Regions from separate parts of the Mus musculus genome. Here all the other regions are linked to region 1. The links are chromatin contacts, called in public HiCAR-type, HiChIP or PLAC-seq, Micro-C, capture Hi-C and promoter capture Hi-C maps. All regions are on one chromosome and are shown on one strand. The core of a region is the stretch at or near the end of the contact, and the rest is flanking DNA. Distances in the headings are between cores, read along the strand shown.

Region 1 (2,700 bases), core at 107-2,606:
CAACAGAAGAGGGGACTCAGCTCTGTGACGATAGGCAAGCAATCTCACCTCTGTTGTGCCTCGGTTTCATTGTGTTTAAAGGAGAGACGCGGTACGTTCCTTTTAAGACAGCTGGGAAGAGTGTATGCGATAAAATATACAGCCAGCTTTCTATTAATGGTTTTCATTATCAGTCAGGGACTAGCTCCAGTGTCATCACCTTCCACAAAAACATCTGACTCTTCCAGCCCACAACTTGAGTCGCTAATGCTTGGGGTTGTCTCACACTGTGCCTTGTCTGTCCTCTCATTATTCTAGCCATTCCCACTATAACCGCCCCCCCCTACTCAGTGGTCACCATGGGATACTTTGGGAATTTCTTGGGGCCCAGTGTTTCTCAGGTAGGTCTTGAATTGGTGATAGAAAGTCCCGCAGGAGCGGCATGGAATAAGTGCAGTTAAGCAAGTGAGTGGAACAGGTACCAAGCGTGCTGCCAGCGTGGGCAGGAGACTGCTAATCATGTCCGGAGGACCTCTCTGGAGGTGGGAACCCGGCTTTCCAGAGGCCTGCACTGTTAAGGAAATTTACATTTATCGGGAGTCTTCAGGGGCAGGATCTTGCAGACGACTTTAGACCTCGAGTGTAATCTCGGCCCAGCAACTCTTTAAAGGGCAACTCTTGGATAGGCCCAAGCTCAGCCTCAGGGCAGTCTCAGAGAGGCACCTGAGATCCAGGAGATACCTGCAGAAGCCTTTGACACGGAGTGGGTCGCATTCCAGAGACTGGGATCAGAGATGGATAGTGCGTACACTCATCAGTGCAATCAGAATTGGGGCCCGCCACGGAAGGCAAGAGGAAGGTAGAGCAGAGTCTTGCTGGCAGCGATAGGGTCGGAGATGAGTCATCCTAGCCCGTGTGACTTCAACCACCCTCCGCCCCCTCCTGCCTCGCGGGTCAGGAAGTGACCGCAGCCGACCGGGCGCTGAGCCCTGGCAGCTCCGGCCACGCCCAACCCGCTTTCTCTAAGGCCTCGCCCTTGACTCCGCCTTTGACTCAACCCAGACTCCGTCCCACTCCATTTCCACAGGCCCACACCTGACCCAGCCTCTAACTGGCCTAGGCCCCCGGCTCTGTCTCCCCAGGTTCGGTCCCTGACTCTGCCTCTGACGCAATCGAGATGGTCCAACTCATTCTCTCTCTAGACCCTATTCTTTACTCAGCCGGGGCATTCCTCTTTCCAACCAGGCCCCGCCCCTGACCCAGCTCAGGCCCCACCCATCCCGCAGCTCCTAGCCTAATCCTTGACCCCGCCTCCTGCTTCCCTCTAGAACCCGCCCACCTCCCCAGCCTCGCCCCCGGCTCCGCCCCACCGTGGGTGGTTCTTGGGCCGCGCCGGCACTTGCTCAGACGTAGGAACTGCCGGCGTGCGTCCCGGAGCCTCGCGACGCTGGCCATCCGTGCCACTGGCAGCTTAGAGGCAGCATGGCCACGGTGGCAGCGGCGGCCCGCGGGGCCGGGGCGAGGGCGGCGGCAGGGCTGCGGAGTTGCGGCGGGGCCGTGGCTCGAGAACGACCGCGCTCGGGCTGCGCTCGGCGCCTGTGCTCTGCCCCGGCTGCCCCGGCTGCCGTGGACATGAAAAGCTACCTGTGGGCGCGCTACCACGAGGCGAAGAGGAGCACGGACGGTGAGTGCGTGTCCCAGCTTGCGCCGCCCACTCGAGGACCCCTCGGGTCCCCCGCACCCTGCCTCTGTCGCGCGGCCCCCGCGGGGAAGGCGACTCTAAAACTTCGCAACTCTTTTTTGGCTTTCCCCCGCCGGGGAAGCTATTTCATACCTGGGGATTGTTAAATCTGGAGTGTACATCGCAAGTGCTCTGGGCCGCTGCGAGAGTTCCAAGGGCGTCGGTAGGAAGACATTCCCCCAAACACCGTTAGGTGTCATTCACCCTGGGAATGGTAGTAGCAGCCCAGCTTGCTGCCGCGCTGTCCTAGACAGGCTCCAGCGCAGGCGACTGGGTCAGGAGGATGAGCCGGTCTCCCTTTTGCAGGGTGGAGTAGATAAAATGTGCTGTTTGAAAGGGGAGGGTGGTCTGGTTATCCACCGCCCTCTGCGAGGAGAAGAGGAATACTTGTGGTCAGGTGAACTGAGAAAGAGCTTGGCTGGGCGGTTAGGGAATCGGAGAAGGAATGGAAAGAGGAACCAGATTATAATAGTATCAGGTATTGATGTCGACTCTGAATCGCCCATAGCCTCCGGAGGAGGGGGTCATGTCCATTATGTAGACGGGAAGGGCGAGCAAGGGGCCTAAGCAAAAACTGATTTTGACTCAGGGTCGGGAATCCATTGTCCTGTGTGTTGCTTTGTGCTTCTTGCAGTCAAACGTTTGGAACCTGGAGTAAAGGGCCAGTGAAGCACAGACACTGAAGCTGTCAGAGGACACTGGGATTTGGGGAGGGGGTGGTTTGGGGAGGGTGCTACATGAGGAAGGGGGTTGGTGAGGGAACGTTTTTGTAGGATTTCCATTTGCATCTTTGGCCACATGCCTGTTCAAGTGAAACAAAACCCACCTGGAATATCTTCACAACACATTCCGAGGTGTAAGCAATGGAGACTTCTTTGAAAGAGTGGCTTATTGGTTTTGGCCAGGCAAGTGTTTTGAGATGGGTTGTGTATTCCAGGCCTTAAAGTCATGAGTCTCCTGTGTGTTCTATCCTTCCAGGC
Region 2 (2,700 bases), core at 45-2,544, 1.5 Mb after region 1:
TTGAGCTAGACAAGGTCAAAGCCCATGTTTTATCAGCTGATTCCATTTCTCTTGATTTTATTTAATTTGAAATTTATTTATTTATTTATTTATTTATTTATTTATTTATTTCCGTGGCGTTGGGGATTGAACCCAGGGCCTTGCATAAGCGAGGAAAGTGTTCTAGCACTGAACTACACTTCTAGCCGACATACTTCATCTTCACAAAATAGGAAAATAATATGTCAATGCTGTTTCAGAAGTAAAAAAGGCCCCCATATATGCATGAGTATCCCTCTGTCTGTCTACCTGTCTGTCTGTGTGTGTGTGTGTCCCCTTCCCTCCCATCTCCTTTTCTGCATGTGTGCATGCATGTATATATGTATGTATGTACGTATGTATGTTCATCTGCTTTTTAAAACACTATAATTTACTTAAAAGCACTCTCTAAGTATTTCTTTACCCTCATCTGCATTCTGATCTGCTTATATGCCTAGTCTGTAGACACTTGGTCTGAGGCCCGTGCTGTCAAGTAAACAAGTCAGTTCTAGGACGATGGCCCTTTTCTTCGACCTTCTGCTCGTCCACAGATTTAATGGATGACGTCAGACTCTGCTCTACAGATGTTCACCTCCAACTATTGTTCTCACCCAGGGTCACAACTGAGGAGAGCACGGCCAGTCCGATCAAGGACAGAGACCAGCGCCCACTAATTGTTGGTGCCAGCAGCAGTCATACCCTACCCCACCCAGATCATTCCTGGACAATGAAGATGGCTTACAAAAAGGAGCAATAGAGCCAGTTCAGAGGTTAAGAGCACCTTCTGCCCTTGCAGAGGACAGGGCTTGTTTCCCAGGACCCACATAGTGGCTCACGAGTGTCTGCACCTCCGGTTCCAGGGGATCCCAACCCTCTTCTGCCTCCAACCGAGAGCACCAAGCAAGCACATGGCGTGAATGCTTACATGAAGGCAACACACACTCACATACACATAACACAAATATTCAAAGACTATGTAAGGGTAAGCATGGCAGATGGCTCATTATGTTTAAGGCCCTGCGGCCAAACCTGATAGCCTGAGCCACATGATACAGAGGGCATGGAATCAGAGTCCCAACTTCTCTAGTCTGTGTATAAATGCAGAATTAGCTATATGAATGGCAAAGAGTTACAATCCTCACCCTCCCCTTCAGGCATGCTGATACAAAGGGTATAATATAAAGAAAGCTTAATATACTACATGGAATTCAGGTCAGTGCCTAACTACTACTCTCCGCAGCCATTGGTACTGGAAACAGAAGGCAGCATTGGAGGGCTTCAGTAAAGAGAAAACCAGATACTAGATACTTCGATGCTCTTTTTGTTAAGGCCAAGTTCTCTACATGGCCCAGGCTGGTCCTAAAGTCATGCTCCTTCTGCCTTGGCCTTTGGAGTTCTGGGATCGTAAACATGAGCCACCCGCCCTACCCTGCTCCTTTTTACAATTTCAGATAGAAAATGGACGAAGCTAACGGATTTTCAGCATGCTAAACCCTGGATTGCACTTTATTTGTGGTGAAACACTGTCACCTAGTGGCTGAGAATTGAAGTACACCCAGACTCACTCTATCCATGTCAGTCTCCTTGACCAGAGGAGAGAGCATCCTTCAGGCAGGGCACTGTGACCTTTTGACAAGCTAGTTAAAACACTTTTAGAAATCCTAGCCAGAGAATTCTTTCCTTCAGCATTATCCCCGTAGCTGTCTTGATGGCTTCCATTGAGAACCTTGGGTGCTTTTTGAAAACTCCTGCACTAATCACACGGTTCCTCTGCCCATCAATGCACCCACACCCTTCCTCTCACCTCTTAGCGTTAGCCTATCACCCAACATTTTTCTGAAACTTTTTTTTTTTTTGAAAAAACACTTTCTTTCTGCTTAAATCCAGGACCCTTGTTCCTCGAACTGCTCAGCTATGTCCGCCAAGAACAACTATTTCCCTTTTTAAAAAATGTCCTTCTCTTGGTCTCTGGGATAGATACCATGCCCTAACCTGAGGTGGGAATTAACTATTGCTTCTGTGGTTCTACAACACACTATCAGACTTCAATTCATAATCGTTCTTACTTTCAAAGTGTTATGTTTGGCAGAAGACGGCCACTGTTTGCCCATTGAACTCCAGGCCTCCTTGGGGACCCACTTCCCCACAGCTGTGCTTGCTCCTGGACATTCCCATAGACTCAGTTCATGAGAACTGTCTGAGAGCAGCCCAGCACAGTCTGGCTCTTCCATTGGCCCAGTTGTCTTCCTGTTTGTTTCGGTTGAAGACATTCTTCTTGCCCCTTGAAAAGCCCCCTGTTACTCTCTCTCATCTGTCTTGTGTCCCGAGCATCATCTATCCACTCTGGCCACACTGACACATACTAAGGCAGAAGGTGGCTCCCCAAACTGACCAGTTTCCCTGAACACAAGAGATTCAAGAGTCAGGGGGAAAAAAAAAGACCTTTTGCTTTTAAGAGAACCCAAACACCAGGCAGTGGTGGCACACATGCTCAGGTGGTAGAGGCCGGTGGATTGCTGTGAGTTCAAGGTCAACCTGGCTTATACAGTGAGTTCCAGGATAGCCAGCGCTACACAGAGAAGCCCTGTCTGGAAAAAAAAAAAAAACCCAAAGCAACAGCAAATCCCATGTTCCTGCCATTGCACAACTGTCTTGATCATGTCCCTCACTGTGTGTGTGTGT
Region 3 (2,700 bases), core at 5-2,504, 1.6 Mb after region 1:
ATCATATGCCCCAGTACAGGGGAATGCCAGGGCTAAGCAGCAGGAGTGGGTGGGTTGGGGAGCAGGGTGGGGGGAGGGTATAGGGGACTTTGGGGATAGGGTTTGAAATGTAAATGAAGAAAATATCTAATAAACAAAAAAGGAGGATCAAGCTGTTGTCCCAGCTGTGGATAAAGGACCCTCAGGAAAGACGGAGACTAAGTAGGAAACAAAGTAATAAATAAGGGCAAGAAACTTCACAGGTTTTGACAACTTGAGGACTCTGACTTTAGAGGCACCAGGTCCAGAGGAGTATGAGGCAGGTCCATCCTAAAGGTGCTGCTGTTGGCACAAGGGGTCCAGGGTTGCTTTTACGCCAATGACCTACTGGTGTATCTCCACCAGTTTAAACCTCCATTTTCTTTCATGGAAAAGAAATTTTAGCTGTTAGAAATGAGCCCCCTGTGGTGGTGAAGACTTTTAAATCCCAGCACTAGAGAAGCAGAAGAAGGTAGACTTGTGTATACCACCCTAGACTTCAGGCCAACCTGGGCTACATAGGGAGATCCAGTCTCAGAGACAGAGAGGGGGAGAGGGAGGGAGGGGAGGAGCCAGGAGTTGTTGGGAAGAGAAATAAGTGAGCGGTTTGCCACATGCCTGGATCTACTTACAATAAATGGTATCTTAGGAACTCTCCTTGTCTGAGTGTCACCAAAGAAGGCTCTCCCCAAGATTTTATCCCATACCCCAGGTCTAAAGGTGCCACCAGCTGTCTAGCTGTCTGCTTGATGCGCGGCTCTGAGCACTGTTTCTCATTAAAGGCAGAACCCACACGTGCTTCCTGACTCTCTAAACTTGCCCGGGGATCCCAGAGATTATCTTGTCACACCTTTCCACTACCTCAAGAATTTCCACTACCCATGCCTGGCTTGCACGCCTTCCCTCCCTCTCAGCTCACCTGGTCCCTCCCTCACGCTCCTCTTGCCCCTCACCTGATATAGGGGAGAAAGGGGTTGACGTGCCCAGAGAGCACCGCGACCACGTAGGAGATGATGAAGGCTGCGGACGACCAAGTCACCAGGAGGAAGGGGACGAAAGCCATTCCCCTGAGGAAGCACAGCATCGCGGTGAGAGGGCGCTGAGCTCGTCGGACCAAGAAGCTGGCTTGCTGCGGACTGCCTGGAGGCGGTGGCCAAGACACAGACAGCTAACGGCGCGGCGGGACAGAGACTCCGGGACGGCCGGGACAGGCCCAGCCCCGGAGGGAGGGAAGCGCTCAGAGACCCGAGGGCGGAGGGCGGACGGGCAGCCGGGTGGGTGGGGCGCGGGCGGTCCTGGCTTGTTGCGAAACCGGTGAAGTCACAAAGCGGCAGCCTGGTCCCGCGGAGCTAGAGCGCGCAGCCACCTCCCCGCCCACGCCACGCCACGCGGGACCGCTCGGCTTCCTTTCGCTTTTGCTTGATACAGCGACGGGTGGGTGCGGCGGGAGACGCGGGACCCCGCGAGGCTGGCCAGCTCTTGGGCAAGTCCCGCCAAACTGGCTGGATTCCCAGCTCCTCCTTCCCTTGGGGGTTTTTCCTCTGAGCCTCTCTCTCCAGCACCCACTGAGCTTCCTTCCAGAGCCTTGGCCACCAGTGATGCGCACCCCATCGGGTCCCGCTATGGGTTCTGGGGTTCAGGCAAAGGGGCTCAGTGGTGTTTGGGCCACTGGGCATGGACGTCACATACACCTTTGTGATAAGCAGCGGGAAAGCCAAATCGCATAGTAACCAGGCCTGATAGCACAAGTCTGTCATCCCTGCTGCCTGGCTACTAAGGAGGCTGAAGCAGGAGGATCACAAGTTCAAGGTCTGAATTCGCAGCTTAGTGAGCCGCCCTCTAAAGAGCTGGAAATTTAGCCCAATGGTAGAGCACTTGCCTAGAATGGACAAAGGATCTAATTCAGGCAAGTGACAGAAAGGGTTGGATCCAGCCCTGGCCCACCCACCAAAAGCTACTTGGAGTATATATCTGTTCCCACCAATTCTACTTGGAGTATTTATTTCCTAGCAGCAAGACAAGATGACTTGATCCATTTCAGATCCACCCAGCCAGACACCACCTAAACCAAACCAATTGGTGTTCCTGAAGCACTGGCCAGCTCTGCGGGTCTGAGCTATAGTTTGGGAATTCTGAGCCCACTTTTGGCCATAGATGACCTAATACAGGTTCATCTCAGCCACATAAATGTGCCTTGTGTGCCATACCATGCTAGGGAATAGCCTACAGGGATTGTGAGTTCCTGTCCTGACTTCCTTTGGTGATGAACAGCAATGTGGAAGTGTAAGCTGAGTAAACCCTTTCCTCCCCAACCTGCTTCTTGGTCATGATGTTTGTGCAGGAATACAAACCCTGACTAAGATACAAGGTAAAGCTGTATACCCAAAGACAAATGCAGACTACTTAAGGGATTTTTGTTAATTACAATGAATATGCTAATTTTGAGGAAAGCCAGCATAATGATGATTCATTTCAATTGCCAACTTAATGATATTAGGAGATACCTAGAATATTAATGTAACACACCATGGATGTGTCTCTGAAGGCATTTCCCAAAAAGGCTTAACTTCAAGCAAGCAGCACCATCCCATGGGCTCTGAGTGAATAAAAAGGAGAGGAAGAGAAAGCCAGGGGAACATTTTCTCCCTCCCTCGGTGCTTCAGATCAAGTTGGTCTACTGTG
Region 4 (2,700 bases), core at 140-2,639, 1.4 Mb before region 1:
GTGGCTTTATTTCTGTTTGGTAAAGATCCAGATGTGGGATTATTGGATCACATGGTAGTTCTAATTAGTAATTTTTTGAAGATCTTCGGCATTATTTTCCATAATAGCTATATCAATTTCCCTTCTCACCAATAGAGTACACTCTTCTTTATCCTCCACACCCTTGTTGATGCTTGTAATCTTTTGACTTTCTGATAATCGCCATCCTAACAGGCATGAGCTGGCAGCTCCTTATGGTTCTGATTTGCAGTTACCCTGATGGCCAGTGATGTTGAGTGTCTTCTCACATCCCTTCAGCCACAGTTGAACGTTCAAACCAGCAGTTCAAAGCACGTCCTTCCCTTGTCGACTCATACATTTACCACAACTCCCTAGCCCAATGTGGGATCCAGACAAATAAATAGATAGTAGCAAGCCAGCGTGACAAGGGCCCAGAAATGTGAAGCCATCGAAGAGGGTGGGGTGGTGGAAACACCCAGGATAGTTTTGGGAGATCAGGGTGGGCTTCTTGTAGGAATAGGATTGTGTAAGGGAGGTAGGAATCTTTGAATGAATAAGGTTTTTCCTAAGGTAGGTAGAGATAGACAAATAGCCAAGCAATGATGCTGTTAGACACAGAAATGCAGCAGACACACACATATATTTTGTATCTTTCTTTAGCTGAAAAGAATATTCTCCTGTGCACAAATTTAAGTTTGAGCAGTCTAGAGCATTGTCCACCAGAACCACAGAGTGGCCGGAACACACACACACACACACACACACACACACACACACACACACACACACACCCTGGAACTTAAGGGTAGATTCCTGTCTGCCGAACAAACCTAGAAAGTCCTGGTGACAGGTGGTTTATGGCTAGAGATTCGCTTCCCAGTGGCAATTATCAGTCTCCCCCTCACTACTTTCCTGTTTTATTTCCTTCCATGCTGGAGCAAACCCAGGCTGAGAAGCGGCACCCGCCTGAATTAGTCAGGGTGCCTGAAGAGGGAGGAGAAACGTGCATCTTGTATGGGCTGGTGGGAGGGAAAGAGAAATCTAAAATGCCAAAGCAGAAAGTAACCCTCGGACAAACACTTTATGAACCGCAGAGTGGAACAAATAACGATATAAATGATATTTTTGTCGATAGTTCGAAAGCAGAAACTAGGGAAGCTACAGTTGCAGGATGACTGTTCTTCTCCAGGCTTCCACCTAGGCCGCGGATCCCTCCTAGCTGCAGCCCTGGTCAAGGCCTGGGGGGGCGTGTCTGAGGGGCGGGGCCGCATGGAAGGGAGGAATAAAAAAAAAAAAAAAAAACCTAAGTAATTAGCATCCCCCGATTCCATTGGCTCTTCGACGGCCCTGCTTTGCATGCGCCCGCCCTCTGACTGCTTGGTTTGCTGGGGCTCAGCAGGGTTTTGCAGCCGCCTGGCTACAGCGCTTTAGTGCGGGGCGGGAGCTCAAGAGAACCGCGGCCCGGATCCCGGAGCCGGGGGAGCCCGTAGCCCGCCGAGCTGCGGCGGCCGTATCTGGGGCGATCTAGGTCCTATCGACACTGTGGCCGGCTCTCGGAGGCTTCTGCATCCGTCTGGTCCCAGGGAGGAGAGGACCAGACACTTTTATTTTGGATGAAAGGCGCGGGTCCTGGCGGGAGCTTCCTTCCCGGCCTGGCTCGCGGCTCAGTGCGCCCTCGCTCTGGCCCCGACTCCAGAAGATGACTTCAGGTTCCGCCGTGTATCTTCCCGTGGTGACGGCTCGGGGAGACAGGCGAAAGTAGTGACACTTGCTGGCAACGCCAGGTGGGAAAGTGAGCCTAGGCGACGTGGAGCCCCGCTGTCCCCGAGGACCCCGGTGCCCACAGATCCTTGCCTTTCCTTCCCCTCGGCTCCACGGCGGCTGCAGCATGAAGTGGCGCAGCGATGGCCAGGAGAGGTAAGAAGCCTGTGGTGCGAACGCTGGAAGATCTGACGCTGGACTCGGGTTATGGTGGCGCGGCGGACTCTGTGCGCTCCTCCAACTTGTCTCTGTGCTGTTCTGACTCTCACCCGGCGTCCCCGTATGGCGGGAGCTGCTGGCCGCCTTTAGCTGACTCCATGCACAGCCGGCACAACAGCTTTGACACCGTCAACACTGCCCTGGTGGAAGACTCCGAGGGGCTGGACTGCGCCGGTCAGCACTGCTCGCGGTTGCTGCCGGACCTCGACGAGGTCCCCTGGACCCTCCAGGAACTGGAGTTGCTGCTGCTGCGCTCGCGGGATCCCCGGGCAGGCCCAGCGGTCCCCGGCAGCCTGCCCAAGGACGCGCTGGCCAAGCTCTCGATGCTGGTAAGCCGGGCTCTAGTGCGCATCGCTAAAGAGGCGCAGCGCCTGAGCCTGCGCTTCGCCAAGTGCACCAAGTACGAGATCCAGAGTGCCATGGAGATCGTACTGTCCTGGGGCCTGGCGGCTCACTGCACCGCTGCCGCGCTGGCCGCGCTGTCCCTCTATAACATGAGCAGCGCTGGCGGCGACCGCTTGGGCCGTGGCAAGTCGGCGCGCTGCGGCCTCACCTTCTCCGTGGGCCGCGTGTACCGCTGGATGGTGGACAGCCGCGTGGCGCTGCGCATCCACGAGCATGCCGCCATCTACCTGACCGCCTGTATGGAGAGTCTCTTCCGGGACATCTACTCGCGGGTGTTGGCCTCCGGGCTACCTCGTAGCTGTAGCGGTCCTGGCC
Region 5 (2,700 bases), core at 57-2,556, 1.4 Mb after region 1:
CGAACTCAGAAATCCACCTGTCTCTGCCTCCCAAGTGCTGGGATTAAAGGCGTGCGCCACCACGCCCGGCCCTGGAGTGGGCGTTTTAAGAAGCACTCCCAAACAGAAGCTCACGAATCCCATTCAGAAAAACATGACTCTTCTTCTGCCATAAAAGGCCCTTCGTCAGCTTTTGTGTCTACTTCTGCCTTGTTTCATTATTCTCCACTTCTGGGCATTTCTACTTACACCACCAAACAATCTTTCCTTTGCCTTAAACGCCATATGCCCTCATGTCTCTGTACCTTTGTTTGGACAAAGGTTTATTCCAGATTGTCATCTTAACTGCTCTTAATGTTAAGTAGATACTAAAGTCGGCTTCCTCTTCTTGTACAACTTAGAAGCTCCTATTATCCACAGAACCGCACACTTTGCATGTGGTGTGCATGTACTCGTGGATCTACAAGTGTTTGTACATGCTAATTTGCAATGCCACAACTTTCACAGGAGTTTGTTTGCACGTCCATCTAACTTTTGCACATCAAAATTCTGCATGTCCTCCCTTTGACTAGTGTAGCAGAGGAGATCCTGTCACTTCTTCAGTACTTGTTTTGGTACAATAAAAAGGTTTACTTTTGCTTAGGTGACCTGCCCTAACTCACATCGCTGGTAAAATGTGCAGCCAAACTCTGAACCAAAATCTTCATACTGTAGGTGTAAGATCGTTTACATGACGTAAGTGCAGTCACTTTCACAGCTGTGTGTCTCAGTTGTTGCTTGAAATTATGTTATGTCAAAACAAACAAACAAACACCCTTAGAAACGGATCTCCAGTGCATGAGGCTTGCCAGGGCTGAAGACAAGTTCTGACAGACTTCTCTAGACTTCACAAGGGCTAACAGAGTATCTGGCACTTAGTAGGATTACACAAAAAGAGAAGTGCTCTTCAGTGAATTATGGATCTTTTTTTTGTTTGTTTGTTTTGTAACAGGACTAAGCAATTAAAATCTCAAAACGGATACAGCTCAGCTTCTAACTTTCCCAGTCTGACCTCATCCCAACCCTGCGTCTGTCTCCCTGTTTCTGTCTGTCTGAATCTGTCTCTTTCTGTTTCTCTTTCTCTATTTCTCTCTCCGTCTCTTTCCCTCACTCCACCACTCCCACCCACCCACCCCCTTTTCTTTTTCAGATTTTTTCAGATTTTACAGCTAAAACAGCAACTGTGAAACCTGCTCATCAGCAGCTTTTCCCCGGCCCAATTTTACAATCGGAATCATGAACTACCAATCCCAGAATGCTGAGCGAGAGCGAGGGGGCGGGGCGGCCTCTCTGAAGCCACCCATTGAATGGTGAACACTCGCGCTTTCTTCCGGAAAGGCCCCGAAGGCAGGAACTTGGGAAAGGAGTCTGGGCTCTCTACTGGGCTGGGAGGAGCTTGTGCCTGAGCCCCGGGGTCCCCATCCGCTGAGGAGATGGATGAGGATGGGCTTCCTCTCATGGGGTCAGGCATAGACCTGACCAAGGTTTGTAAAAGACCGACTTGAGCGTCCGACAAACAGGGAAGGAGGCTTGGCCAAGGGGCCCTGGTTCCCAGGGAGACGCCACCTCTCCAGGCCCAATCCGGGCCCCTGTTTTCCTACTCTGGGCAATGGGGGGAGCCCTGCAGTCCACTTTGAAAGGGGTCCCTCCTGGGCTAAGAAAAGAATTGGTGTGCCACGCAGCCTTTGCTCCCCACATCACGTGTCTCTACGCCCGAGGTTGACAGTCTGGAGATAGTACCACCTCTGACACTTCACCTCTTATTCGACTCTCTAGCTGCTCGTGTGTGTGTGTGTGTGTGTGTGTGTGTGTGTGTGTGTGTGTGTGTGTTTGACTCACACAAGATTCAGAAAAACAAATCAGCGACTCTTCTTAGCCCTTCGTGAACCACATGTCCCAGGGCAAAGACCATCCATCCCCCTCTATGAAATCCAGATATCCAAAGGATTGCAGAGAGTGTGTTTCTCCTGTAAGAATCGTGTTTGCTTTTTTACATGACACAGGTGCCAGCTATTCAACAGAAAAGAACCGTGGCCTTTCTAAACCAGTTTGTGGTGCACACTGTGCAGTTTCTCAACCGGTTTTCCGCAGTTTGTGAGGAGGTAGGTCCCGGGCTACTACTTCATGGAGCGGCCGAGAAGTCGCCTTCCGTCTTTCGTGGTGACAAATGTAGTCAAATGAAGTCAAACAAGAATTACAGCCTTCGTGTGTTCACTTTGCCATGAAATTCAAATGTCTTAAGGCCTTAGCATCTCTGATTCTGTCCCCATAAGTCCTGTGCGCTGTCTCAACTGAATTAGTATTCTAGAAGCTTCCATGAGATAGCTCAGCCAAGTTTGTTGTAATTATAACAAAGGGAATTCCAGAATTTCACAGTGGAATTTTTTTTTTATTTGAAAGGTTTTGTTTCATCTTCCTATTCTAGAGATTACATTTTAAATGTATGTTCGAGTTTATATCGAATTGCTTTCCATCCTTTGTGCCAAAAAGGATTCATGGAGGCAGCCTAGAGATACATGTTTCAAAAAATACTTTTCTGCAAATAACTGGATACATCATGAAGTGATAATTAAGTACATAGATAAGAATTAGGTGCCAGGTCCAGGAACCTCTCCTGAGCTTGCAAAAAGTTTTGTTTTTTGTTTATTTTAGAGGAAAATGGGGAATATATATTGAAACTGA
Region 6 (2,700 bases), core at 179-2,678, 1.4 Mb after region 1:
GTTTTCCCTAACTTCTGCATGCATACAGAACCCTTTCAAAATAAGCCTAGATGTGTCTGTATTCTAGGCAGCCATGCTATGGAATCAGTCCCCTCTCTACTTCCAGTCTTCTCTGTGTCTCTTTTTACAAGTCTGCTGTGTGTATATGTTCGCCTTTATGTAAGCACATGTGTATGGAGGCCCAAGGTTGACACTGAGTGTCTTCTCCACTGCTCTCCACCTTGTTGACTTGCCCCGGCATCACTTGTCTACACCTCTAGCACACTGGGGTTGCAAGCAGACTACTACACCAGTGTCTCCGTTAGCCCTGGGGATTTGGATTCCAGTCCTCATAGCTGTCCAGGCGCTTTATCCAGTGAGCCACCTCCCCAGGCCTCACTCACAATTCTCTGATGAGCACCTAGGTTATCTCCTATTTATCTCTTAAAAAACAAAATTGAAGAAGACACAAAAGCATGAGCTATGGGTGATATGATTAGTTTGCCTGAAATATTTTTTTTTTCCATCAACCATTTAAACATGTAAAACCATGTTTAGTTCTAGATCTGGCTATTCACCAACAGGCATCTGGGCTGGCATGCCAATATCCACTGTAGTTCCAGCTTTTCCAGGGTTACCTAACTTTAGATCTGGCTGCCCAGGTATAAGAATGGTCACAAAGCAATCAGGACTATGCCGCCCCCTCTGTTCTACCTCCCAGCCTGTTGTGAAGACTCGATGAGACGCTGGATATGAACAAAACAGAAGGTGTCAGAGGGAATAAACTCTTGCTTTTAAACTGGATTCAAAGTGCACTGGAGCAGAAAATCTGAGACAGGTAGTTGTCGCTGGAAGGTAAAGTGAGAGAGCACCACACTTAGCTAACTATCCCTGCCACCACACCCCTGCATTAGCTGTACCTCGTGATTACCACAAATTTCTCCACGTCCATAATTGGGACTACTTAACAGAATTATAAGGCACCAGTGAAGGAAATAGCCAACCTCCTTATTGCCAGCACTTAGCAAATCTCCATTAAAAGATGACAGGTGACAGTTATTCTTCTTGCCTGGTCCGGAATGGCCCTCTGAAGGATGCAACGACAGAAAATCTGAGAAGCCTGCACTCGTCGTGTGCCAGATCCCCGATCTAACGGACTAAAAGAAGATTTTGATGGGTTTCGGTCTTGCCGAAGCCCTAGCGTCTTTTTTTCCACGGGACACCGTGAAGTCGGGGCGAAGCCACTGCGCAGACAACGCCACTGGCTGGCACGTCGCTGTCACCGAGATGCGTTCGCAGAGCAGCAGCCCGAATGCCCACTGGAACTGCGACCCGGGGGCACAGAAGAGACCAGACCCACCTCGTCCAGTGACCCAGGCTGGGTGCAAGCGGAGGGAGGAGCAGCGCAGCCAGGACGCCGGAAGGCAGAGGTTTGAATCGCCTCGGCGTCCCTTTCAAATCTCGCGGCACGACCTGGGAACCAATCGCCGCGCTCGCCCTCCGACCCGGAAGCAGAGCGGGCGCACGCCCTGGCCACCTATGGTCGGGAGAGCCTTGCCCAGGTCGCCTCCCCTGCTTTAGGTGCGTATCGAGTGCGGTGACCGGGGATCGCCAGCTTGTGCTGCTTCCCCAGGGGCGCTTCCCTGTTCTCCAGAGCTCTTCCTTGTGACCTCGCGAGGTGGGAGTGGGTTTTCTCGGGCGACGCGTGGGGGACACAACTCCAGGGACCCTGGGAATATTGACCCAGGGCTTTAAAGACCTGGAGGTCAGGGGTTGCCATCAAATCCGGACCTCAAGTCCCCTGCATGCCTTATACCTCTCTGCTCTATGGTCTTCTCACCTGCCGGTCCCGCGTAACATGTGTCCAGTCTCTCTGAGATGGGACTTAATCTGAAAAAACTCAGCAGATAACTCAGGATTTTACGTGTTCTTTCTTAGCCTAGGGTGCCTCCTTTTCATTAACAACAAAGTAAAAATTAATTTGCACGTGAGAATGCTATTTCTACAGTACACACTACCTGTCTCGAGACAAATTAGTTGAGGATTGTGACAGGTGTTAATAACGTTAGTATCACACATTACTCCAGAGCCTGTATTTTTTAATCTCCTTATTTTATTGCATGGGTAATGGTTGGTTATAACTATTGCTACCTGATATTATCCTTCAAGGCTCTTGGACTCCATGTGTCTTTAGGCAGGGGTGGGACTTTCCAGTTCATCGGACCCTTGATAGTTCAGGTGGTCTGTCAAATTAGAATGTTAAAGGTCATATAATTCGAACAAATAATGTAGCATAGTCCTGAGATAGGCAGGTGTGTGTATTTGTGTTTTCTCTAGCATGTAGGCCCAACACATGCTAAATCTTTTAAATCCTCAACCTGTTGACGAACTTGGCAAATTTCTTCATAGGCAAAGAAGGGACTATTGGTAGTACCGGCGTTTATGGTACTCTTGCATATGACAGTGTCAGTACAACTTTCCAACTACAAATAGTGCTGCATCTCTATTGCTTAATAATCTTAGGACTCTATTTGTATTAAATTTATTCATGTGTGTGTTAATATAAGCAGACTTCTCTTTTGAGCTGGCTCTGACATTGCTATACCAAGCCCCATTATGATTCTTCTGTTGAATGACAAACACTTTGTAAATTTTGTTTGTGATCCACAGTTTCCTGACAGGCAATAAACAACTATTTGATTCTTACAACTGCTCCAGCTT
Region 7 (2,700 bases), core at 178-2,677, 1.6 Mb before region 1:
AGACACGGCTGGCACATAAGCTATCAATATTATCTGCTGAACTAATGCTTTCGTTTCATTCCGCCACACAATCGTCTATCCTGTTTTCCCAGGCACAGCTCACAAAATGTCCGGAGGATTTCTTCCAGTCGCAATTCCCTAGAAGGATTATACTTTGCCTCGAAAGAAAAACTGTGCTTTGTCTTGTCAACCACAAGGAGGAGTTGAGAGAGAGAGTTGGGAAACCAGCTAATTCTTTCCCTTGCTTTTCCTCCTCTAACCTCAAGGGGGAAGAAAGCTGGATCCGGAGCCCGCTATAATAAATGAATGGTTTTTCTCCACACTATGAGTTACCTAGACACACACGTCAACATTAAAGATTACAACCCTTTCGGAGGCCTAAGATATCAAGGCCATTATGATCTGGGAGTGTTTAATTCTCCTCCTAGTTATTTCTCGCAAATCAGGGAAGGCGTTCCCATCAACACAGACACATAACTTACCGGTAAAAGCTAAAGTGTTTCAGGGTCGTCAATAATCTCTACTACTAAGTCTGTACTATTTAATATTGACCACATCTACAATTCTTTAACGATGTAGGCAATTCGGTCCCTGGACTAAAACCAAATCTCAGATCTGACACTAACGCATCGACACCCGACTCGCGCACACCGCGATCGATTGATTTCCCAAGCGCTTCGGACTCACCGCCACCTGTTGATGCCCACGTTGGAAGAGCCGGCGAACCAGGGGTCGAGGATATAGACGCAGCGGATGGTGTCGGCGCCCTGGATGCACTCCTTCAGGGCGGGGTTGTCGTGGAGCCGGAGTCCCTTTCGGAACCAGTGCACGGCGTTCACCCCCATGCTCGGGGCGCGGCGGGTCACCCCGACTTCCTCTACCGAGAGCTTCAAGGGAGGGAAGCCGGGCTCATAACCGACACCTGCGCTTCCAAGAAAACCTCCTCACCCGAGGAGTGGGGAAAGGGCTGCAGAGAGGGGACGGGAGGAGGCGACGCCGAGGCGGGGCGCGGAGGTGGCGAGCGCGCAGCTGGCAGATGAATGGAGGCTGCCGAGGCGCCGGGATCCACGCGCGACGTCCTTCAGGAGCCCGCGCCCAGCGTCCGGAGGACACGCATACCTTCCAGGGCCTGAGACCCCCGGAGCGCAAGCGAGCGCGCGGGGCCCGAGCCGCCACGACGGCCCGAGCTGGTCGCAGCAGCCCCGGGAGGCTCGTCACGGAAACCTCGCCCAACCGAGGCGACCCGCGAGGAGACGGTGGCGCGCCCGAGGCGGCCTCCACGAACGGACACGAGCTCACGCGGCCTCCGCGCGACGCGGCCTGTGCGTCCCGGAGTGGGCAGCGAGCTCGGAGAGCGCGGGCTAGAGCTCCAGGCCGCGGGACGCTCGCCTGCCGGTCACCGGTCCCGAGGCTGCCCGGGTGACTCCGCCGCGTCAGCGGCCTCCGCCCCGCCCCCGGCTTCTCATTGGGCGGCATGCACCCCACGTGACCACCGGCACCTCACGTTTCTGAAGTGTGTTTACTACACTGGCTCAGACCCCCGCGTGCGCCGCCGCGCCCGGTGCTTCGGGACCGGTTGCGATCGCTGGGCGCTCACGACCTGAGTTCTCGCGTGGGATCCGGACTCGCAGCCTCTGCGGGTCTCCTGAGCCCCAGGCCGCTCGCGGGGGCCACAGGCCGCGAGAAGGGGGAGGAGGCATAGTTCTGCTCCCGGGGCCGGGAGCCGCCTCCATTGGCCGAGGCTCGCGGGGACCCGGATGAGCACGGGGCTGCGGGGAGCTCGCGGGCGCGCGCTCTGCCGGGCACGGCGCGCGTGCGCTGCGCTCTCGCGGTGGAAGAGAAGAGGCTAGGACGCGGGAGCGCGCCCAGGGCTCTTCCTATGGGTTGTGTGGAAGGTCTGAAGCCAGTTCCGTGTGCCCTGAGAGTTATTGCTGGGCTGGGTGAGAGGCAACCGAGGCACAGTCCTGCCTCTCACCCAGCTTCAATCAGGTGTTAATCGGAGTCCCCTGCTCTGAAAGGAGCAGAAATCACGCCGTTAGCCTTTTTTACTGTTTGGGGCGGGCACCTTTGCCCAAGCTCTGGAGAAGACAGGTCCGATCTCAGATATTCAGCATTTCATAATACTGTAGATACATCGTCAATTTATCAACTCTAATCTATTACATGAAGTGTAGTTTAGAAGGTATTTTGATTAGGTTTTTGGGCTTTTTGCTTTGCTTTTTTTTTTTTTTTTTTTTTTTTTCTTCAACTGAAGTTAAATGGGAAGAGGAACCTTAATTGTAGTAAAGACTTCCATCAGGTTGCCTGTAGGGAAGTCTGGGCACTTTCTTGATTAATGAGTGATGTGGAAGGACCCGACCAGTGTGTGTGGCGCCACCATTAGGCTGGTAGCCCTAGGCGGGTTGTATATGGAAGCAGGCTGAGGAAGCCACAGGGAACCAAAACGGCTTTCCTCCATGGCTTCTGCTTCAGCCCTCTATCTCCAGGTTTCTGCTTTGAATTTCTGCCCTGACTTCTCCCCACGATGGATTATTAACTGTAAACGGCAACAAACCCCTTCCTTCCTGGCCAAGTTGCTTTTGCTCATGATGTTTTATCAAAGCAATTGAAGTCTAATGAGAACACAGGGCCACATGTGCATCTTTACCAGACTTCCTAGCCATAACCTACAGGCCATGCCTTAGACATACAATGCCCTTT

Evidence for each region. Promoter capture Hi-C pulls out the DNA fragments that hold promoters and counts their contacts. A called contact is a pair of places that touch in the nucleus more often than the background predicts. HiCAR-type assays count read pairs that join an accessible place to other places. HiChIP or PLAC-seq counts read pairs in DNA pulled down with a chosen protein or histone mark. Capture Hi-C pulls out chosen DNA fragments and counts their contacts.
Region 2: a promoter capture Hi-C map of hippocampal neurons shows a contact between it and region 1, with 6 times the contacts expected there. The contact joins the enhancer-like site here to the promoter of Nt5dc3 in region 1. A contact is called at or near these places in 3 of 39 promoter capture datasets (the 3T3-L1 cell line, hippocampal neurons and liver), 1 of 484 Hi-C or Micro-C datasets (cortical neurons), 1 of 115 datasets of contacts at active chromatin or transcription factors (astrocytes) and 1 of 9 other capture datasets (embryonic stem cells).
Region 3: a promoter capture Hi-C map of hippocampal neurons shows a contact between it and region 1, with 6 times the contacts expected there. The contact joins the promoter of Dram1 here to the promoter of Nt5dc3 in region 1. A contact is called at or near these places in 2 of 39 promoter capture datasets (embryonic stem cells and hippocampal neurons) and 2 of 115 datasets of contacts at active chromatin or transcription factors (embryonic stem cells and trophoblast stem cells).
Region 4: a Micro-C map of embryonic stem cells shows a contact between it and region 1, with 5 times the contacts expected there. The contact joins the promoter of Btbd11 here to the promoter of Nt5dc3 in region 1. A contact is called at or near these places in 2 of 484 Hi-C or Micro-C datasets (CD4 T cells and embryonic stem cells).
Region 5: a contact with region 1 is called in a capture Hi-C map of embryonic stem cells, with 5 times the contacts expected there. The contact joins the promoter of Washc3 here to the promoter of Nt5dc3 in region 1. A contact is called at or near these places in 6 of 39 promoter capture datasets (the 3T3-L1 cell line, the C10 cell line, embryonic stem cells and 3 more), 1 of 484 Hi-C or Micro-C datasets (CD4 T cells), 1 of 115 datasets of contacts at active chromatin or transcription factors (embryonic stem cells) and 2 of 9 other capture datasets (embryonic stem cells and liver).
Region 6: a contact with region 1 is called in a HiCAR-type map of astrocytes, with 4 times the contacts expected there. The contact joins the promoter of Parpbp here to the promoter of Nt5dc3 in region 1. A contact is called at or near these places in 3 of 39 promoter capture datasets (the C10 cell line, hippocampal neurons and pre-B cells) and 2 of 115 datasets of contacts at active chromatin or transcription factors (astrocytes and pancreatic cancer cells).
Region 7: an H3K4me3 HiChIP or PLAC-seq map of stem cell-derived neural progenitor cells shows a contact between it and region 1, with 4 times the contacts expected there. The contact joins the promoter of Cry1 here to the promoter of Nt5dc3 in region 1. A contact is called at or near these places in 1 of 39 promoter capture datasets (pre-B cells), 3 of 115 datasets of contacts at active chromatin or transcription factors (astrocytes, stem cell-derived neural progenitor cells and thymic regulatory T cells) and 1 of 9 other capture datasets (adipose tissue).

What each region holds. Positions count from the first base shown.
Region 1 is chr10:86,777,649-86,780,348 of GRCm38.p6, forward strand. It overlaps Nt5dc3 (5'-nucleotidase domain containing 3), which reads left to right and starts at 1,357. Exons shown (of 14, transcript NM_175331.3): 1 at 1,357-1,663. The coding sequence starts at 1,462.
Region 2 is chr10:88,326,072-88,328,771 of GRCm38.p6, forward strand. The region is part of intron 5 of Dram1 (DNA-damage regulated autophagy modulator 1); the gene reads right to left. Among named protein-coding and RNA genes, the nearest start is that of Gm51779, 9.4 kb to the right of the region's middle. Within about 2 kb of position 1,295, at least 25 of the 459 cell types and tissues checked have an H3K27ac peak or open chromatin away from gene starts, as enhancers often do. A contact at or near this core is called in hippocampal neurons, where this site is marked.
Region 3 is chr10:88,355,821-88,358,520 of GRCm38.p6, forward strand. It overlaps Dram1 (DNA-damage regulated autophagy modulator 1), which reads right to left and starts at 1,255. Exons shown (of 7, transcript NM_027878.2): 1 at 972-1,255. The coding sequence starts at 1,102.
Region 4 is chr10:85,385,425-85,388,124 of GRCm38.p6, forward strand. Btbd11 (BTB (POZ) domain containing 11) reads left to right here and starts at 1,390. Exons shown (of 17, transcript NM_028709.2): 1 at 1,390-2,700. The coding sequence starts at 1,905.
Region 5 is chr10:88,199,791-88,202,490 of GRCm38.p6, forward strand. It overlaps Washc3 (WASH complex subunit 3), which reads left to right and starts at 1,307. Exons shown (of 7, transcript NM_026070.3): 1 at 1,307-1,502; 2 at 2,022-2,120. The coding sequence starts at 1,452.
Region 6 is chr10:88,145,513-88,148,212 of GRCm38.p6, forward strand. Parpbp (PARP1 binding protein) reads right to left here and starts at 1,429. Exons shown (of 11, transcript NM_029249.2): 1 at 984-1,429. Nup37 (nucleoporin 37) reads left to right here and starts at 1,480. Exons shown (of 10, transcript NM_027191.2): 1 at 1,480-1,560; 2 at 2,650-2,700.
Region 7 is chr10:85,183,627-85,186,326 of GRCm38.p6, forward strand. Cry1 (cryptochrome 1 (photolyase-like)) reads right to left here and starts at 1,428. Exons shown (of 13, transcript NM_007771.3): 1 at 688-1,428. The coding sequence starts at 845.